2 separate regions of the Mus musculus genome follow, and region 2 is linked to region 1. A link is a contact called in public Hi-C data. All regions are on one chromosome and are shown on one strand. The core of a region is the stretch at or near the end of the contact, and the rest is flanking DNA. Distances in the headings are between cores, read along the strand shown.

Region 1 (2,700 bases), core at 17-2,516:
TTATTTCTCTCCATCTACTTCTTTTGGGTGTGATTTCTTCTTTTTGTTCCAGGGAAAGCCCTTTTAAAGCATTGTTCAGTGTCAAAGAGCCTGAGTGGTTTTGATTAAAAGTTTAAGAGGGTTCTTTGAACCCTTGAACCCTGTCTTCTGCCAGCATTCCTTTTGGTTCATCCCTGCCAGCACCTCTGTTCCCTAAGGCAGAATCCTGTCACCCTTCTTCTGTGGATTGTGCAAAGGAAGCAGTAGGGGAGGAAGGAGGAAGGAAGAAGGAAGGGTGGTTTTCCTGTTACTGTGCTTCCTCTGCCACGAGGGGGATCTCCTCCTGCTTTGTAGGAAAAAGGCAGTGTTTCCTCCTGGCTTCAGCTGACTATAGGCAGGATGGTACTCAAAACTGTCCGAGGAGGCTGTTTCCATATGCACAATGTTCACAAATGGCAGTGGAGGCTGTTTCCATACGCACAATGTTCACAAATGGCAGTGGAGGCTGTTTCCATACGCACAATGTTCACAGGTGTCAGCATATATATTTGCATTGGTAAACCCTAGTGTGCCTAGCCACTGTCGCCACATCCTTAAGTACCTAAGACTTTGCAGTAAGAGATGACATGTCTCCTGCCTGTGAAAGAGCCTTAGAGTTTAGTGTGTGTGTGTGTGTGTGAGAGAGAGAGAGAGAGAGAGAGAGAGAGAGAGAGAGAAAGAGAGAGAGAAAGAGAGAGAGGTGCCTAAGAGCTTTGTGTGTGTTGAGGGGGAGCCTAAGAGCTTAGTGGGGGGGGGGGCTAAAAGTTTATTGGGGGAAATAGGAGAGGTTGGTAGTTACAAAAATAGTGTGACTCTGACTGGATAGTGAGGCTGAAAACGAGTCCAGTCTTCCTTTCATGCTAGAGGAAAATAAATCCTCAGGGATTTGGCTCTGCTACACCCTGGGAGAATCAGTATGCTGCGAGCTCTGAGAGATGCTTTTCTTCTGTATCTGAGAGAAAAAAGTCAGGTTCTTAAGAAACCCAGATTAGTGCTGAACCTTCTCCCCCTCAGAAATGGCCGAAGACATCTGTAATCCCCCGCAGCCACGTCAGGTCTGCCCGCCCGCGCCGGCTTCTGTGCCATTGCAACCGTGTGCCTCATCTCCTCCTCCGCTGCGGCACACAGACCCTGCCTGCTTGAGAGTCTCTGGAAACACTGACCTCTCTCCAGTCAGTCAGACCGCTAATCCTGCTGACTTTCTTTGCCTTCTGTCTCCCTTCCCCTTCCTCAGAGTTATTCCTGTGTAGCCATGACTAATCAGTGTGTGGGTTTCCTGCCTTAGTTCCACCTTTCTTGACTTTGTAGTGTTTGTCTAGAGCCCTTTGCTTTTATAAAGATTAGTTCCAGGATCCAGTTTTCCTTAGCTTGCTGCCTCACCTACCCAGAAACCCTCTCCTTTTAGCTTCCCCCTCAGGCTTCCAGGGTACTTAAAGCTAACCTGTGAGCAGGCCTGTGTAACAGTCTCCAGAGTGGTTCCTGGTGCAATTCCAATTGATGGCCAAAGAGACAGAAGTGTTTCTTCTTTGGGGACACCATCAAGAGCATCAGTAATCACAGCATAAATATTTTTTTTTCTCTCCCCATAATTCCCTGGTCTGGTCAATCACACTGACTTTTGGAAGCAGATAAACTCAGTATCAAAGAACAACAGACTTTGTTCTGAATGGCTCCCTTAGGTCTCATGAAAGAAGGAGCCGAAGTAGCACACAGTCTGACTACAGTTAATATTTTTCTGTATTGGGCGGGGGGTGGGGGAGGCGAGGGGAGGTTTTATGTCCAGACTAGAGTTAGAGGTATTGTTAGACCAGCAGGGGTGGAATTTGGGTCATTGTACCTCACACAGGGCCACTACTGATGGATAGTCTTTTCATGGGTGTGTTATCTGTCTCCTGGATTTAGAAATGTAGATCTGCAACCTACACTATAGTGACCCAGGTCCCATTTGCCATCAGAGCCTTCCTCTCACGGTGTTTTATACTGCAAAGGGGACTTTTTTCTCTTATATACTGCAAAGGTGACTTCTCAGATAATGGAAGTCACTTGTGTCTTCATTGTGGTGTCATCTGTCAGGTTACAGTGGTAATGAAAGATTGGAACTTCAGGCTTCGAGCATCACAGCTCTGTAAACCCAACTCAGAAACCCACCTAGATATCTAATCACTTACATTTATTTCATCTACTAGGGGTAGCTAGTAAATTGTAGGTGTTCACGTCCAGGCTTTGTATTAGCCTTTGGTAATGGGATAGGGAGACATCTTTTAAAACATAGTACATTCATTTAATAGAGCTTCACCATATGTTTATTGAAAGTTAAATTAACTGAAACTTCCATAAGCATAAAATGTGGGATCTCAAGCAACAAAGGAATTTTAATCTGTAGTAGTGATATTTCCATTTTGTATTTGTGATAACTGAAAGAATCATCGAAGATTGTGAATTCTGAAATTAACAATTCTGAAAGCAGAATTTCCTGCAGGATAGAAAAGAAAGTAATTATCTTTCTAATTGCCTTTTTAGGATAAGAAAGAGGGCAGTGACAACTGAATCAGTGGGTCAGTCACACACTAGCTTTTAGTGGAAGTGCTTGATCCTTTTGATAACTGCAAGCTTGGCATTATGAATTGATTCACACTCCACACCACAGTCCATGGAACTGGCCGAATCTTCTCCTTGGCAGCC
Region 2 (2,700 bases), core at 172-2,671, 160 kb after region 1:
ATATATATTTACATATATAGCCATCTACATCATATATATATAGTGTTTTTATTACTTATATAAACATTACACATAAAGTATCGTTGCAAATACTCAAAAACAGGATGGAGTTCCCCCTCACTGAAGCTATATTAAGGGAGTGAGGCAGAAAAATGTCCCATGTTCCAACACAATGAATCATCTGTCATTTCACTAACTCTACTTAACCTTCGCTCTGTGACTAGCACCCTGGACGCATGTGCAGTGAACATTAGTACTCTGCTAACGACGCCTTCACTTGTTCATGCTATTGATCTGCTTGGGTTCCGGCTCACTAAGCCCAGCTGCTCCCTGCTCGGAGGGAAAAGATGCTGACTAAGCAGAGGGAGGACGAGCTCTGCCACAGAGACCCATTCTTTCCTGTCCACTCGGAGGACTTACGTGAGCTCAACACCAGCTACTCAAACTGCACTGTGAGCCTCCCCATGAGAGAGTATTGGAAAAGCAAGTGTTACCTGCTGCATTGGCTTCACAGTATCAGAACCTGACGACCCAGGCCCTGCGTCTATCTCTGGCTCCTCCTATGTTCTCTGGGATCTCACAGCAGAGCAGAAGACATTTGCTTGCCTTTGTTTTCTCTCAGTGATAAAGGGTCAGAGAGTGCTCTGGAGAAAATTAGGTAGTGCCCTCCTCACTGAGATATCGTGACGTTAAATAAGATCACACCAGGGAAGTGTTTTGTAGGATGGAAAACCAGCCTACCATTCAGAAAGCATGCAGGGCTGTTGTTGCCATGGGTATCTGAGCTAATGACGGAAGGCTTCATTCAAACTGACAGGAGCTCTGCAGAATGAAGCAATAAGATTGCCCCACATACCCTTGCCAGTGTGCTTAGTCTCTGCTTGATGGGAGAAAATGTAGAGACATTTTTACCCTTTTCCATATTTACCGTAGAATTCTCCAAAGGCAAGGCATCTGTTGTTCTTCCAAGGCCCTGTCTGTCCTATGTGTATGGTGTTTGTCCTTGTTTCGTGTGTGGTATTTGGGGATGAAAGCCATGTTCTCTCATGTACCAGGCAAATATTTTATCGCTGAGCTACAACCCCAGTTCTGGTCTCTGAATCTGTGATCTGCCATGTTAGACTACAGTGTCATGTTTCTCACAAACTAGAAAACAAACAAAATAAAACCAAATACGATTTTCAATTGTTTGCTCTTTGAGTGGTTTTGTGTGGGCCAGAAAATACATGTCTAAGTATTCCCAAGAAATTAACCTGTTTATGAAAAGGGATGTGAACAGACCCAGTAAACACAATGCATTTCCCTCTTCAAACGAGAGGCAGACTTAAGACTGTGTTTCTGAGCGGTGTGGAGATGCCTGAGGAGCAGCATCTAAAAATAGAACCAAGGCTTATTGGCTGATCACTATGTATCCCCTGTGAACAGATGCTGACTGAAAGTCTAAGAGATCCTAAGCCAGTGGATCATTGTACTATTGAGGGATGCTCCACGCTATGGTGGGTTAAGAACACATTTCTTCCTATGTTCGTTGTGGAACTGACTCCTGGCTCTCTTTACCCTCCTTCAAAATGCACAAGATCTCAAGCTGCAGTCCTGAAGCCATAGGACTGCCAGAGGTGCCTCATTCCATCGCTGGTGGCGTGCCGTCTGCTCTGTGTGTGGGCGGCCGTGTAGCTCCTGCTTCTGCTCACAGTGATGCAGGCCAAGAACGAGCATCGGCTGGGTCCTGGTTTCTGAGTGACAGGGTGCCTGGGAGCGCTGAAAAGAAACAACTAGAAGTCATTATCATGGATCCAAGCTGATCACCTGGGTCCTGCCTAGATGGCTTTCCAAACTGTGCTCTGTCTGTCTGTCTGTCTCTCTCTCTGTTCTGCTCTGTTCTAGATGACTTTTTGTTGCTACTCTAAAAACTCTCTGGTGAGACAGCTAGCTTTCTGTTTGAGCCAGCTCTCTCTGCTAGTAAAAATTCTAAAAGCTGTCTGTATAGCTTATGGCTTTTCTGACCAAAGTCAGAAAAACTGCTATTAAAAAAAAAAAAAAAAATCCTTGGATCTTCCAACCAAGTCAAAAAACCTGGTAGAAAAACTCCAAAAGTAATTATTGGGTTTTCCAATCAAATTTAGAAAGCTGGAAAAAATTCTAAAAGAGCTCTGTTCGCTCTTCATCTTTGGATGCTGCTAGAGAAGTTTGGAAAGAGCTGCTAGCTCTCTAAGTATTCTCGGGATTTCTCATTGACCAAGGTCAAAAGTCCTGTGAGAAAAAATTTTTAAAAGAGTTATAAAAAATTTTAAAAGAGCTATGTTCGCTCTCCATGGATTTTCTGACCAAATCAGAAATCCTGTTAGAAAAAAATTCTTGAAGATCTGTTTCTCCTCTCCAGACAGCTCAGTTATTGCTAAAGAAAAATTCTAAGGAACTGTTACTGCTTTCGGCTAGCTCCTCCTATGCAGACCAAAAGCTCAGTTTTTTAAATTTACATATCAATTCAGTTATTTATTCTAGGTTCCCTTTTGATTGTCCTGTGAATCAGTATCCTGTGACCTCGAGCTCAAGAATCTGCCTGCATTTTAACTGCCTGTCTTTGTGTCTTTCCAACAAGCTGGCTCGGACTGTAGCTGCCACTGTTCCTTTAGATCTCTGAAGCTCCTCATACAATTCATATTGTATCTTTATATTTTGCATAGCTGAGAAATTTTTTAT

The links. A called contact is a pair of places that touch in the nucleus more often than the background predicts.
Region 2: a Hi-C map of rod photoreceptor shows a contact between it and region 1, with 1.9 times the contacts expected there. The contact joins two enhancer-like sites. A contact is called at or near these places in 1 of 484 Hi-C or Micro-C datasets (rod photoreceptor) and 1 of 115 datasets of contacts at active chromatin or transcription factors (embryonic basal ganglia).

Annotation. Positions count from the first base shown.
Region 1 is chr13:99,394,620-99,397,319 of GRCm38.p6, forward strand. The region is part of intron 4 of Mrps27 (mitochondrial ribosomal protein S27); the gene reads left to right. Among named protein-coding and RNA genes, the nearest start is that of 6430562O15Rik, 17 kb to the right of the region's middle. Within about 2 kb of position 1,267, at least 21 of the 459 cell types and tissues checked have an H3K27ac peak or open chromatin away from gene starts, as enhancers often do. A contact at or near this core is called in rod photoreceptor, where this site is marked.
Region 2 is chr13:99,549,485-99,552,184 of GRCm38.p6, forward strand. No RefSeq gene overlaps it. Among named protein-coding and RNA genes, the nearest start is that of Gm26559, 34 kb to the left of the region's middle. Within about 2 kb of position 1,422, at least 37 of the 459 cell types and tissues checked have an H3K27ac peak or open chromatin away from gene starts, as enhancers often do. A contact at or near this core is called in rod photoreceptor, where this site is marked.